Linked DNA regions of Mus musculus: regions 2, 3, 4 and 5 are each linked to region 1. The links are chromatin contacts, called in public HiChIP or PLAC-seq and Micro-C maps. All regions are on one chromosome and are shown on one strand. Each heading gives the region's core, a stretch centred on a gene start, on an enhancer-like site or on the middle of the called end of the contact. The rest is flanking DNA. Distances are from core to core; before and after follow the strand shown.

Region 1 (2,700 bases), core at 182-2,681:
ACCCATTTCTCCCAGTTTCTTTTTAAAATTTCACTTTATTTTGTGCATGAGAGTTTTGCTTGAATATAGGGTAGGCCTGTGCATCATAGGCAGGTGTGGTGTGCCCTCAGAAGTCAGGAGAGGGCATCAGGCTCCCCGGAACTGGATAGTTGTGAACCATGTGAGTGATGGGACTGGAACCAAGGTCCTACACAAATGAGCCATCTCTCCAACCACTCTTATTCTCCGGTCACAGAATAAACTAGTCCACTACATAAACAGCTTTTAAGTTTTGTTACTGGGTCTACAATTCTGAGGAGGAAGAACTCAGCTTGAATGAAAAATCTGTTAACAGGAGGAATCCTCAAGCTAAAACTTGAGGACTTCAAGGTAGATCTGGTGGTCTCCGGCCTTTAGTCCCAGCACTCTGAAGGCAGAGGCAGGCTGATCTCTTGAGTCTGAGGCCAACCTGTCTAAGTAATGAGTTCTAGGATTGCCAGGGTTATATAGAGAGACCCTGTCTCCAAAACAATATAATAACATAAAAGCTCAGATTATTCATGCCATGGTGGCACACACCTGTAATCTCTGCGCTCCTGACAGGATGATTGCCCAGAGTGTGGGGCCAGCCTGGTCCATGCGAGTTCCAGGTCAACCTGGGCTTTAGGGTGACGCCATGTCCCCAAACATCAAACCAATCCTCGAGTTTTGAGTGTGACATTCACAAAAGAGGAAAATACTTTAGTATTGAACTCTTCATGGAAATAGTCATCTCAGGTAAGATGACCATCCACATGCCCTTAAGCAGCCAGGAATGGTCAAGAACACTGCGCCCACACACATCATCTGAGCACTCAGGAAGCAGAGGCGGGCTGATCTCTGAGTTTGAGGCCGGCTAAAGATATATTCTGAAATCCTATCTCTTAAAAAGTATCTTTTCCACATCTCCCACCATCTACGTATCCTAAAGGACTGTCCTCTGCCTGGATCACCGAATGGGACACATTCGGGGCTGACCCTAGACACTAGTATGTGAGCCTGAAAGTGGAGGTCAGCCTGGGCCTGGGGCACGGGTCTAGATGGGAATACCCACCTCGAAATGGATATGCACACTGTCCTGGGATGTAAACACTGGTATTGACCTAGACATGGCTCTCAACCAAGACTACCACTGGGCTGCAGGCCTTCAGGGGCTTGGACCTGAACTGTGGCATGTAGCTGGCCTACGGGGCTCAGTCCAGCCTTCATGGCTTCCTGTTTCCATCTTCACTTTCTCCGACAGCGTTTCTCCTTCCCTTACTCAAAGCCACAACCTACTTTCCATTTCGGGACACTCGGGAGAAAGGCCGTGGGGGGGGGGGGGGGAAGGGGGTGGGGAGAGGGCAAGATATCACGTGGTCCAGCGCCCACGTGATGCCGACTGGCACGTGACCACATCACGTGCGGAACGGAGCCTCCCGAAGAAGTGAGGAGTAAGCTGGCGGTCCACGGGCTCTCGCGAGACCCTCGGCTCACGTGACCGGCGGGCGCGGCACTGCTCACGTGACAGGCGCTGCCGGCCGCAGGGTCCTCTCCGTGCCGGCGCCGCAGCTGCGGGGCCTCTCGAGTCGGTGGACGCGCCCTCCCGCCGGCCTCGCCGCCCGCGCAACCGCCGTCCTCCGGCCTCGGCTGCGTCGCGCCATGGCGGCCCCCGGCGCCCGGCGGCCGCTGCTCCTGCTGCTGCTGGGTGAGCCCGAGAGGGAGGGAGAGAGAAGGAGGGCCGGGCGGGGTCGGTGTCTCGGGACGGACGGGAACAGAGCGGCAGGCCGGGCGGGGACGGGGCGCCCGGAGCCGCGGGCGTCAAGAAGGCCTCGAGCCGGCCCGCCCGCTCCGCAGTGGCGCTCGCCGCCTGGGAGCCCGTGCGGGCCTAAGGACGTAGGTGCGGGTTGGGAGCCCAGTCTGAGCCGCTCTGGAAGGAGCTGGGCTGGAGTTCCTGCCAGGCAGTGCTGCTGGCTCTGAGCTGCCTTGTGAGAGGACTGGGTGCTGCCTCGGACCCTGCCTGGGGTGCCGGGTGCCCTTCCTCGCCGCTGTATCCCGGCAACGCGGAGCGTTTCGCTGCGGTGCCAGCATCTTCAGGACGGGAGAGAGGTGGCTGGCCAAATCTCCTGGGCACAGAGGCTCACACCCCCAAATTCTGTGACTGTGACTTTATGGAATTCGTTTACCCTTTCTTTTATTTTGCTACTTGTGTGAACTCTCTGGTCCGTGAGAGGTGCGCTTACTCGGCGGTCTTAACCCAGAAGCCTTGCTAAGGGGACCTGTGACCCTTCACGGTTCAGGAGTTGTAGCTAATATACGAGTTGCCGAAACAAGTTCTGTTGTGTCAGAATGGCTTGGTAACTAGCTGGAGTTCAATCTCCAGCACAGCCAAAAACGACTTAAACCCTTAGACTGTTTTATACTTTTAAAATGGGGGGAGGGGTGTCTCACCACCACGCTGGCCTGAAACTCACAGGTTCAGGTTCTCGTAGTCTCTGCTTCCTAAATGCTGATTGGGATAAAATCCAAAGGACAGCCAGGTTAGGCCTCTTCATGTTTTTCAAACTACCTTGTGGCTTGCATAGTGGTTTATACCTTTAATCCTGAGCTAGTGTCAGGACGATCTCTTTAACAAGCCATTCTGGTCTATATAATGAGTTCTAAGACAGCCAGGACCGGAGACCCTGTTGCAAAAATGAAATA
Region 2 (2,700 bases), core at 168-2,667, 150 kb before region 1:
TCTTAACCGCTGAGCCATCTCTCCAGCCCCCCGGCCAGTGCTTTAACCACTGAGCAATCTCTTCAGTCTTGCTCATGTGTATTCTACAAAATAACCTATATCATTTGCAAAACTGCCTGAGAGCACCCTGGAATTTTCAGTAAATAAACAGATTGTACTGCCAACCACCTCTGGGCAGAGCCCTCTCTCCACCTTCTGGGCTGTGAGTGTTCAGCGGCTAGGGGGTTAGACTACAAAGCTCGGATGTTGGTGAGCAGCAGTGCTGACTGGGGGAGTTGGCCTTCAAGCAGCAGCTTCCGCTCTGGGTTCAGAAGGCTGCCTAGCATGGCAGGGAAGCAGTCTGTGCTCTTTGTCCCCCCACCCCTACCCTGGCTGCAGATGGAGGAGTTCCAGATCTATGAGAAGTACTGTCAGAACAAGCCACGCTCTGAGAGCCTGTGGAGGCAGTGCTCTGACTGCCCCTTCTTCCAGGTTGGTCCTGAGCCCCTCCCCCCACTAGCATTTCCTTCCCCGGGGCCGTGGACAGAGCTGTGGCCTGGTGTGACCAAGTGTTTGGTGGTTGCAGGAGTGTCAGAAGAAGCTGGACCACAAGCTGAGCCTGGACTCCTACCTGCTGAAACCTGTGCAGAGGATAACCAAGTACCAGCTGCTGCTCAAGGTGAGCCTCCAGGGCCGCCGCCCTGCATCAGCCACACCTGCCTGCTCTGCTGGTTAGGCGTCTACAGGGCTCACCGAGCCCTAACCCTAGGCCCAAGGGAACTCTTATGAGCCACTTGTTGTGGCTCCAATTTACTGAACCATTTGTATGGGCCTACTGTGTGCTGTACATCTCAGAGTGCTAGGTACCTGCCCATGGCCAGCTATACTAGGAGTCTATGCTGATGGCCTACAAGCCTCTCCATGAAGGGGATGAGAGCTGATCCCTGCCTGTCCTGTTGGTCCCTAGCACAGAGGAAAGTGAGGAGTCTCTGGCTTAGAGTTAACTCAGTGTGGCAGGACAGGAAAGGGTTTGTATCCTTGTGCCTTTAGCAGGGCCATGGCAGCTAGTGGGAGGCAAGGGTGAACCTTTCCAGCCAGGCAGCTCCTGCTCCGCAGACCCCAACTGTCTGTCTGTCATCCCAGCTTCTGGGAGGATGTAAAGTGGCTTCCTGACAAGCAGCAGGAATCTGGTGTTGGTGTGCTGGTGTCTGTCTGGGGGCCACACCAGACTCCCAGGACTCCCATCTTCAGGCCTTGCCTGGAGTCTGAATCTGAAAGACAGCCAGCTGCTCATAGGGGAGAAGAGAGATCCTGGTCTCTAACTGAATCTCCTCACATTTCCCCTCAGGAAATGCTGAAGTACAGCAAGCACTGTGAAGGGGCAGAGGACCTGCAGGAGGCGCTGAGCTCCATCCTGGGCATCCTCAAGGCTGTGAACGACTCCATGCATCTCATCGCCATCACTGGCTATGATGTAAGGCCCCATGGTGGCACTGTGGTGCTGAGGATACTCTGGCCTTTGTCGTAGCTTGGTCCTTGTCTCATAAGCAGTTTGATAGGGAAATCCTAGCAATACTTCCAAGCTTCCTGTGTCTAGAAGTGAACACATGGTCCAGGGCCTTGGGCAGCCCCAGGCTCTGATTAAGGTGCTTGTCCATATATGGAGCAGACCAAGATGGTTCCCCTAAGAGGGTGAGGATCTCTCCAACAGGAATGCCCCCGAAACCTCTTTCCTCCTGCCTACTTCCTGGACAGCACTAGGACCCTCTGTTTTATATGATGAGGTGTGCGGTCCAGTGGCTGGTGGCAGGTGGCTGCCTAGGGTAAACTTCTCTTTATAGGCCCACCTCGAGTCCACATAGAAGGGTTTTGCTTCTCTGAATGTCCATTTAACATCCATTTTCTGGTTTTTATAATGGCTAGATTGTATTTTTTTTAATAGTTTTAGATTTGTCAGTTGAACGTGGAGCTCAGATTCCATAAACCCCATCCCTGCCTCTGCCTCATGACACACCTGGGACACCGGATTGGGCTGTGGGGACATGTGGTTAGCTGAGTCTGCTGTGCGTTAGGGTTCCAAGTGCTGTCCCTTCTCCACCATAGTAGTGTCTCATGGCTCCTCCATGCTATGCCTCCTCTTTCCCCCAAGCCCTGCAGCAACTATCCAATCTTTTCCCACCTCCCCAAACTCGCCCCTCTGGAATGTGCTGCAAGGAGAACCCTACAGTGTGCAGCCTTTCCAGTGCATACTGGACGCCAGCCCTCCCAAGTTCACCTGCCTTGCATGCCTAATGCGTGTCCGTTGTTCCAGGGAAACCTTGGCGACCTGGGGAAGCTGCTGATGCAAGGTTCCTTCAGCGTGTGGACAGACCACAAGAAGGGCCACACCAAAGTGAAGGAGCTAGCCAGGTTCAAGCCCATGCAGCGGCACCTGTTTCTGCACGAGAAGGCCGTCCTCTTCTGCAAGAAGAGGGAGGAGAATGGGGAGGGATACGAGAAGGCTCCTTCCTACAGCTACAAGCAGTCCTTGAATGTGAGTGACTGGAACAGCTCTGGGAGGGGTTCCCACCATCCTTAGTCCTTACCCTACCCCCAAGGGCTCCATCAGCTTCCACCGTCTCTGGATGCATGGTGATGGCTGTCTATTCCTACCCCTGCCAGATGACGGCTGTCGGCATCACAGAGAACGTGAAGGGTGACACCAAGAAGTTCGAGATCTGG
Region 3 (2,700 bases), core at 30-2,529, 240 kb before region 1:
CTTGACCTTTAGTTCAGTGCTGAACCCAACATAGACACTGTTGCAACGGCATCCTGGTACACACATGTCTGTAGTTGGATTGTTCAGTGCGGGTGGATGTTGTTGGAAGCTGTGGTCTTACGGTACATACAGGTGTGTCTGTGCAGCTACCGACGCATACATGTTGGGCCCTGTGGTGATGGTGCAGTTTAGGGAATCATGGCGTTGGAGCACATATGTTGGCCATTGTGGTGCCAATGCATGTATTCTTGGATACTGGTCTTGGTGCACATGTATGTTACTGCATGTACACCATGTTGGTACACACATGTTTCTGGTCACCATAGTGCTGAGATATATACATGTTGGTGCACATTGCGTTGTTGCACACCATGGTGCTGATACAATTCATGTTACTGGAGTCTGTGGTCCTGGGGTTTGATAGACTCTCGTTATTGGAGTCTGTGGTCCTGGGTTTCCCACGTGTTACTGAAAACCACAGTGCCAGGGCATTTATCCTGTTGGCAGGATGCGACCCGTCTGACCAAACAATAAAAAGATGGCCAGCAGCTGGAGAGGCTGGTGTTCGCCACCCTGTGCATTGCAGTAGTACTCTGTGCACCAGCGACCCGGAATCTGTGTGAAGCCGGTGGTGTCAGATGCAGAGCGTGGCCCTCTGCCAAACATGGCGAGGTTAGGGAGCCCTGGGCCTACAGCTGAGCTTCCTTCTCGTAGACCTGTGTCTTAGGTCTGGCACCGCCCTTGCTGGGAGAGTCAAGTCTTGACCCAGCTACCCACCGTCTCCCTCTTACCTGGGCATGAGACCTCGTGGAGAGCGCGCTCTAGGCTGCTGTGGACTCTGCACCTGCCCTGCAGCGGCGGGAGGTAAAGGGGGCCTGGGGCAGGAAGTAAAGGGAGCATTGGGCTCAGGCTGGATGTTCTTTGGGTGGTTTGGGATCGCGTCCCTGCAGCAGCTACTTCCAATCCCGGAGGACAGAAACCCTAGGAAGAGGGGGAAGGGCAAGGGCAGACCTGTGCGCCTGCGTAGTGGGCTTTCTGATGCCCCCTTGATGCAAACTAGCCTCCCAGGTGCTCAGGTGGTGCACACGCATGACTCCAGGTGCGGTGGTGACACGCCCGGCAGGCTCAGTGCTTCCGCTTCCGCCTAGCGCCCCCCGCCCCCCATCAACGCAAAGCGCGCCCCCCTCCCTGTGGCGCGGAGACCAATCCTGGGAAGCCAAGGAAAGCGCCACAACCCCCTCCCCGCTCCAGCCGCGCCCCCTCCCCACGGCTTAGCCCCACCCGACAGCACCTCTGGTGCAGCGGAGGACGATCTTCTGGGGATCGGTTTTGTTGAATCGGAGGATGAGGTTTTGGCTGAGAAATGAAGAGATGGCCCTAGAAGAAATGGTGCAGAGATTAAACGCGGTTTCCAAGAACACTGGTAGGAGGAGCCGCTGGCCTTGATTATATATTCTTAAGCTTGACATCATTTGTTGAATTGTAGAGAATTGCATCTAATGGCTGTATAACCACCTTCATTCACTATTCCCTAGCACTGATAACAGCAAAGGCAGGCGTGATGGGCATTTTTTTTTTGGTATCATCTTCTAGGCTTTGTGGATTGACAGTGTGATTTTATTCTGCTTGACACAGTTTGAGAATTACAGATCAGCAGCGCTGGCTTTCTAGGAGATGAGGGTTTGTAAGTGGAGCCATTTGCCCGTGGGGGGAGTCTGCAAGTCTGCTTGGGAGCATCACCTCATTTGCTGCAGTGGCCATGGAATTATGAGCCCAGAATGGTCCAGGGTCCAAGCCCAGGCCCTGCAGACACTGGGATGGGATGGGAGGTAAAATCCTCACTATGCACTTAAAGCCGTAAAGCCAATATTTGAAAATAATATAGGTTAAGAAGAGGGCGAGCAGTGCAATTAGACATTCATTTTCAGGATTAATTGTCTGATTACTTAAAATAAGCCGTGAGGGACAAGCTACAGCCTCCTGTAGATTTCAGCCCCTCGGAGCTGGCAGGATGCATCTTGCCGTCGGCCTCCATCCGTTGTGCCGAGGGTTCCTGGCACGCTGCAGAAGAAGCAGGTACCACTGACTAGTTGTGTCTGGCATGGGGAGGAAATAGTGGTGTGCTATTAAAAGTAGGTTGGTTTTTGTCGTGTGTTATGTGATACGTGGCGTTATCTAGTTTTCTAAGTAATACTTTCCTGGGGGATTAAAATTTCATTCGTTGTCTGGGCTGGGTGTGGCACCCTCCCTGTATTAAATAACTAAATCAGCATAAGCATCAAGTGCGGTGGTCTCCCTGCACTTGTGTAGACAGACGGTCAGTTTATAACGCTGGCTTTGCAAGTGAAATGGCTGCTTATTATAAATGGGTGAAAAGAGAAGACAGACGTTTATGCCTTCTGTCCCCTTCCTCTTAGAGATGTGGCCCAATTTTCTGGGTGTTGCTTGGACAAGATCTGAATGAGTGTGGAGCTCCAGGGAGCTGTTTGCCTGCCCAGGGGGGCCCTGAGGAAGAAGTGGGACTTGCTGCCCTTCCCACCTGTGCTTGGCTGGCGTGGGGGATCACAAGAGTGGGAATTGCTCCAGCAGTGACATCATCCTGAGTTTCAGATCCTGAGGTTTCCTCCTGGGCTCTGAAGGACACAACATGTGTGTCTTAAGTTGTAAAAAGGCTCCCAGAGGAGCAGAACCTGGACCAGA
Region 4 (2,700 bases), core at 154-2,653, 170 kb before region 1:
ACTGATGGCTGTGCCAGCTCTTTCCTCATGTGCGTGCTGACAATCCAAGCGCAGGCCTTCATACCGCATGGCAAGCAAGTTTACCTACCAGCTGTCTCTCTAGCTCCCTCATGAAGAGATTCCACGGTTGGGGAAAGAGGCTGTGATTCCTCCATAATAGAAATTGCTCCAGGAAAAAGGGGGAAACTGAGTCAGGTGGTGCTGCTCTGTGAAATGACCACACCAGCCATTGATCTCTGGTTTTACTGGATTTGCACATAGCTCACGGCAGCCCCAGCAGGCAGATGCTGTTATTTCCATGTTTGCAGAAAAAGAACCAGAGGTGGTCACAGAAGAGCAGCGTCTTCCCTCATGCACTCCCCTTGGTGGAAGCTGCTATTAGGAAGCCATGTATGTTGGCCCTTTGTGGGTGTTCCTTAGACAGCATGCAGCTTGACTGTTGGGGCTGAGGCTTGTGTATGGGGACAACCCAGCACTCTGAGTCCTCTTTTCTTCGTCACTCTAGGAAGGGTTAGGCTTGGATGACTAACTCAGAGCTACAGAGGCAGACCTGGTACATTCCCCTGAAGGCCAGGAGGGAGGCAGTAGGTGGGTTCCAGTTAGCACAGCTGTCCCATGGTCTTATGGCTTCCGTACATAAATCTCATGCATCATGAGGAAATAGCCTGTCATCTAGAGGGGTGGTTGGTGGTCCATCTCTGAGGAATGTCAGGGGCCATGTGGCCAGGACAGTGCTGCTTCATCCCTCTCTGGTTTGGGGCTTTGCTGTGAACCACATGGTATAGCCCAGGCCAGGATAGTTGGAGTCACCTACCAACCATTAAGCACCACGGCAAATTCAGTGAAGCCCCATGTGGGGCCACTCAGAAGGGGCTCAACCCCCATACTACCTCAGGGTGTAAGGTGCTCGGATTGTCCAGGACAGATCAGGACTGGGATCTATTCTGTTTCTACTTCTTCAGACACTAGCCCAGGGGAGCCAGCTGGGTAGGTGAGCGAGTCTGCAGTTCTGCTGAGCTATCAGCAGGGGAAGGCTGTGTGAGAAAACGCGCACGTGAACATGTCCCCAGGGGTGTTCTGCATGTAATGAACACGTGGAGGGAGCTCTTCATGCCCCTGTGTATTGGACAACCCGCAGCACACTGGTGTGAGCTTTGGGTACCACTGTCGCAGATCTTCCCAGGACTCAGAATGGTCGGTCTGTTAGTGGAGGTGCAGCGTGCAGCTTTGCCGACTGCATAATTTATAGTGCACTGTAGCATCCTGACTTTCACTTAAGTACAGAAATGGCTTGCTGAGAATCGTTCATGGATTCAGAAACCAGGCATTCAGAGTGGGTGCCTCCAGCCTGTCTCGTTCCTCTACTGAGGATTGGCTGGCAGCAGAGGCTGCTGGCATTGCACAATTGGCTTGGATGTGAAATTACCCAACAGAAGCACACCTCCCACTTCCACCCTGTGACTCAGGCTTCTGCCACCAGGCTGAGCCGAGAGACTGAGGGCATGCTACCAACTACACGATGCTGCCCTGCCTTTATCACAGATGTTGCTGCTGCAGAGGGCGAGCGCTCCTGCCTCACACCCCACAGACACCAGGGAGCCTTCACAAGCCTTGGAGATTTTCACCCGAAATTGTGATGTCATCAGGAGCCATTTTTTAATGTGGATGAACGCGGGACCTCAGATGCTAGGACTGACATGACGTGGGGGTCCTGAAGCTCGCTTTGATGGTCTGGTCAGCTGTCCGTGCAGCGCAGTAGGATGTCAGTCTGCCCCAGGAGGAGGGGCTTCTGTTGATCTGTGAATCGATGCCGAGAAACAAACAACATACTGAAAGTATCCGTTCTCCTTTATCTAGAAGAAAGTCCTGGGAATTACAGGGTGGGGCCTCTCGGGCCTTCGGAAGCCTGGTGCTGCTGAGACCTCTCTCGGGCATGCACTGTGGCACGTGGTGTGGAGATGGCATGGGACAGTGGGGTCACCAGTGTCCATGGAAGCCAGGTCTGCTGCCAGCACATGCTGACTCCTAGTGTTTCTCCTTGTTTCAGTTTGCAAGATGCTGGCATTGGATTCATCTTGGTCATAGACCGAAGGCAGGACAAATGGACCTCTGTGAAGGCATCCGTCCTGCGGATAGCCGTAAGTACCTCTCGGGCTCCACACACGCCTGGAGGGTGGCAGCTCCCTGCTTTTCTGTCTAGTTTGTGTGGAAGGTGGGGGATTGAGGTGACAGTCAGGGGACCTAGTCAGGGGTAGGCTGAGCCATGCCAGGCCCACGGGGGGCTCCTGAATTGTGGGCATGTTTTCTCCCGTGGTGGTCACACTCGGGGGGTCTGTTGTGATCCTCTCAGTAACAGCTTGGAAGTTGTGAGCAGAGAAGGTTCTGAGCACGTTGGACTTCAGGCTAGAAGTTGGACACTGAATCCAGTCATTGTTCCTAAACAGCTCTCTCCTTTCCATGTAGGGCTGTTTAACGTTAGTCCTGAGATGTGTTGGTCCTTGCTACCCAGCCCGCCCCTCGTAGCACACAGAGTCCCCTCAGTTCTAGGGACCTTCAGCCGTGAAGTTGCGGGACTTGCTGGCGGCTTCAGCTTGCAGTTGCTATTTCAGAATAGTTAAGACTGAGACAGCAGAAATCCTGTTTCCGCAGCCGTTCCGCCCACAAACAGACACGATGTGGGCCGAGTCTTCCAAAACGAGT
Region 5 (2,700 bases), core at 182-2,681, 180 kb after region 1:
CTCATGCCTTGGGTATTTCTGGTGCAAGCTATTGACACACTCATGCCTTGGGTATTTCTGGTGCAAGCTATTGACACACTCATGCCTGGGTATCGCCTCTTCTGCTTCAGCAATAAGCAGCTGTGGTTGCAGGGCTGCTTCCTCAAAGCCGCTGAGCAGTGTTCAAACAGGACAGCTGCTGGCGGACAGTTCGGCCAGATGCTAAAGAAGGGCTGTTGGGCTGAGTCATGGGACTGAGGCAGCCAGGTAACGGAGAAAGATCTGTCAGTTTGGGAGTCAAATTGACCTTTCCTCCAGAATAAAATCCGGTCACTCACATTAACAGTTTTCTGATAGTACTTAACTTTGCCCTGCTCTTCAGTCCCATATTCTTGGGAAACGTTGTGTCATTTTATCTGAACCATTTGGACTGATTTGTGAGCCCCAGCCTATTCTCCTCCCAGGCTCTCCAGCTTTAGTCTTAAAGAAGTGGCCTCTAAGATGGACTGAGTCTTCAAGGCTCAGGGTCTACCAGACCCCTCTTGGGATGAAGCAGAAGGTTTCTGAAGTGAAAGGCGCAAATGCATACACACCTGATTAACAGGCTGTTTCCTGCCCTGAATCACTGACAGCCCAGGCTCAGGGCATGTGGCTGTGGAGGTCAGTAGTTGAGCAGAGGTGGGGGATCTTGTCTCTGTATTGTTCAGTATGCATCCGAACAGTCTTTACTTTGTTCTGTGTAAATGAACAAGATTCTTCTCCCTGTGTGCACATGCAGGTACTTTAAAGCACTCTCAGAACTGACCTCTTTTTTCTCATGTGTACACACACGCCTGCTTTTTTTCAGTGCGCAGACATTAACATAGGTTTCCATATGTTTGCACAGAGGGTTCTCTTCTGTATATATGTTCAGGCGTGCACACACGACTGATACTCCATGTACACACACGTGTATACAGTCAGACTCTGCATATCCACAGGTGTGCACACACATGATCCTTTCCCTACGTGTGCATGCAGGTATGGCACACACCACATTCTTTTCACCGTTGGCGCGCGTGGTACACGCGCACACACAGAGCCAAACACGTGGCCCTCTACTCCCTGCGCATGCACACAGATATGCATACAGTTGGCCCTTGGTGTACACACACACACACATACACACACACACACACACACACACACACACACACACACACACACACAGAGGCGCGCACACACGTGGCCTCTCTCCGAGCGCACATGGAGACGCGCGCAGCGCTGTTCGGCGTCGGCGGTCTCCAGCCGGGTCCCGCCGCACGCGCACGCGCGCGCAGGCCCCGCCCCTCTCCCAGGGCGGGTAGCACCGGCGAGAGGCGCGGGAGATGAGCGGCGGGAGGAGGAGGAGGAGGAGGAGGGCGCCGAAGGCGCGAAAAGGCGCGCAGGCGCGCTGCGCGCAGCGGGCCCGCCGCCGCCCACGTCACCGCGCCGCGCGCACGTCACGCCGGCCCGACGCTCGGCCCAGGGTGAGCCCGCGTCCCGGCGCCGCTGGCTCAGGGCAGGGACCGCCAGGGCCGGACCTCCGGGCCGGCGCCTCCGCGCCCCCGTCGTCCGCCCCGCGCGCCCCGCCGGCCAGCCAGGTGTGGCGGGGGCACCGGCCGGTCGCGGCGGGAGGGCGCAGGCTGGGCGCGCGGCCCCGTTCCCGCCCCAGCCCGGTTCCCGCGTCCGGTCGCATCCCGCCCGCCGCCCAGCCTCAGCTGGAGTCGGCCTCGACGCGGCGTGGCGTGGGCGGCGGGCAGGGGTCCTGGCCACCCTCCGGCTCTGTCCGCGCCAGGGCGCGGGGCTGGTGGCTGGGCCTAGTGACAGGTGGGGCGAGCGGGCGGGCGGCCGGGAGCCCACCTGTCAGAGTGGTCGGCGGCCCCTCGGGGTCTTGGGCAGCCCGGGGTGGGGGGTGCCCGCCGCGGCCCGGGCGGAGCCACGCAGTGTCGTGTGCCCAAGTGGGGGGCCTTGTGCCTCGGCGGGGCCTGTGGTCAGGCGGGGCCCGCGTGCCCAGGTGGGGTGAGCCTGACGGCTGCGCGTCGCTCAGCCAAGGGTCCGGGGTCTGGCCCCGCTGCCGGTGGGAGCTGCTGGTGCCCGCAGGGAGCATTTCCATTTAGAGAGGTGACTTAAAATCCCCGTGTGGGACCTGCTTGGCTAGCTCTCCTGTCGGGATTGTGCAAGAAAGGCCCCTGCTGCCTGGAGGCCTGCCTCTGCCTCGTGCTGGTGGGGAGATGTTTCCTTTGAAATGCGATGTGCGTTAAATTTCTTCTCATTCTCATTCATTATTCATCCCCTCCCTTTTTTTCTTTTCTTTCTTTCTTTCTTTTTTTTTTTTTTTTAACCAGATAAGTACGGTTTCTTCTGTGGAGGGTACGCAGTTAAAGCCTTGATTTCCTGGATCTGGTAACATGGCAAAAGATGTAAGTATGGTCGCTGCATGCTGCAGACATGTTGGCACAGCTCGTTGCAGTTTTCTCCCTTTATTTGAGAGTGGCCATACGTGTGTGGCAGTGGGTTGGCCAAGACATTTTACAGGCAGGAGCTGGGATGGAGATGAGGGATGATGGCGAGAGTCGTTAGGTGGGTGTCTCCCCTCTGCACAAATGGTCTTTGTCATCCGAAGCGTGACACGTTTTTTTTTTCTTTTTTGTTTTTTTTTTCGTGGTTTGATGATGATGTCTTGATTTTTTTTTCTTTATC

The links. Hi-C and Micro-C count contacts between places; a contact is called where the count stands out from the background. HiChIP or PLAC-seq counts read pairs in DNA pulled down with a chosen protein or histone mark.
Region 2: an H3K4me3 HiChIP or PLAC-seq map of bone marrow-derived macrophages shows a contact between it and region 1, with 4 times the contacts expected there. The contact joins the enhancer-like site here to the promoter of Lamp1 in region 1. A contact is called at or near these places in 3 of 484 Hi-C or Micro-C datasets (bone marrow-derived macrophages, induced pluripotent stem cells and nephron progenitors), 3 of 115 datasets of contacts at active chromatin or transcription factors (acute myeloid leukemia, bone marrow-derived macrophages and embryonic stem cells) and 4 of 9 other capture datasets (adipose tissue, embryonic stem cells, liver and 1 more).
Region 3: a contact with region 1 is called in an H3K4me3 HiChIP or PLAC-seq map of embryonic limb bud, with 2.8 times the contacts expected there. The contact joins the promoter of Mcf2l here to the promoter of Lamp1 in region 1. A contact is called at or near these places in 1 of 39 promoter capture datasets (cranial neural crest), 1 of 484 Hi-C or Micro-C datasets (neutrophils), 1 of 115 datasets of contacts at active chromatin or transcription factors (embryonic limb bud) and 3 of 9 other capture datasets (adipose tissue, liver and pancreatic islet).
Region 4: an H3K4me3 HiChIP or PLAC-seq map of bone marrow-derived macrophages shows a contact between it and region 1, with 4 times the contacts expected there. The contact joins the enhancer-like site here to the promoter of Lamp1 in region 1. A contact is called at or near these places in 2 of 39 promoter capture datasets (embryonic stem cells and hippocampal neurons), 8 of 484 Hi-C or Micro-C datasets (the G1E-ER4 cell line, the N1E-115 cell line, bone marrow-derived macrophages and 3 more), 5 of 115 datasets of contacts at active chromatin or transcription factors (bone marrow-derived dendritic cells, bone marrow-derived macrophages, embryonic fibroblasts and 1 more) and 3 of 9 other capture datasets (adipose tissue, liver and macrophages).
Region 5: a contact with region 1 is called in a Micro-C map of embryonic stem cells, with 2.0 times the contacts expected there. The contact joins the promoter of Tfdp1 here to the promoter of Lamp1 in region 1. A contact is called at or near these places in 1 of 39 promoter capture datasets (stem cell-derived epiblast-like cells), 3 of 484 Hi-C or Micro-C datasets (the G1E-ER4 cell line and embryonic stem cells), 2 of 115 datasets of contacts at active chromatin or transcription factors (embryonic stem cells and memory CD8 T cells) and 3 of 9 other capture datasets (adipose tissue, embryonic stem cells and liver).

The regions. Positions count from the first base shown.
Region 1 is chr8:13,157,730-13,160,429 of GRCm38.p6, forward strand. Lamp1 (lysosomal-associated membrane protein 1) reads left to right here and starts at 1,432. Exons shown (of 9, transcript NM_010684.3): 1 at 1,432-1,705. The coding sequence starts at 1,660.
Region 2 is chr8:13,009,089-13,011,788 of GRCm38.p6, forward strand. It overlaps Mcf2l (mcf.2 transforming sequence-like), which reads left to right. Exons shown (of 31, transcript NM_178076.4): 19 at 379-471; 20 at 566-658; 21 at 1,328-1,453; 22 at 2,291-2,512; 23 at 2,641-2,700. Among named protein-coding and RNA genes, the nearest start is that of F7, 16 kb to the right of the region's middle. Within about 2 kb of position 1,418, at least 3 of the 459 cell types and tissues checked have an H3K27ac peak or open chromatin away from gene starts, as enhancers often do. A contact at or near this core is called in bone marrow-derived macrophages, where this site is marked.
Region 3 is chr8:12,914,632-12,917,331 of GRCm38.p6, forward strand. Mcf2l (mcf.2 transforming sequence-like) reads left to right here and starts at 1,280. Exons shown (of 31, transcript NM_178076.4): 1 at 1,280-1,423. The coding sequence starts at 1,345. Gm15351 (a long non-coding RNA gene) reads right to left here and starts at 593. Exons shown (of 2, transcript XR_870153.3): 1 at 1-593.
Region 4 is chr8:12,982,813-12,985,512 of GRCm38.p6, forward strand. It overlaps Mcf2l (mcf.2 transforming sequence-like), which reads left to right. Exons shown (of 31, transcript NM_178076.4): 4 at 2,048-2,138. Among named protein-coding and RNA genes, the nearest start is that of Gm38671, 36 kb to the left of the region's middle. Within about 2 kb of position 1,404, at least 37 of the 459 cell types and tissues checked have an H3K27ac peak or open chromatin away from gene starts, as enhancers often do. A contact at or near this core is called in the N1E-115 cell line, bone marrow-derived macrophages, cerebral cortex and 1 more, where this site is marked.
Region 5 is chr8:13,337,320-13,340,019 of GRCm38.p6, forward strand. Tfdp1 (transcription factor Dp 1) reads left to right here and starts at 1,432. Exons shown (of 12, transcript NM_001291765.1): 1 at 1,432-1,487; 2 at 2,346-2,420. The coding sequence starts at 2,409.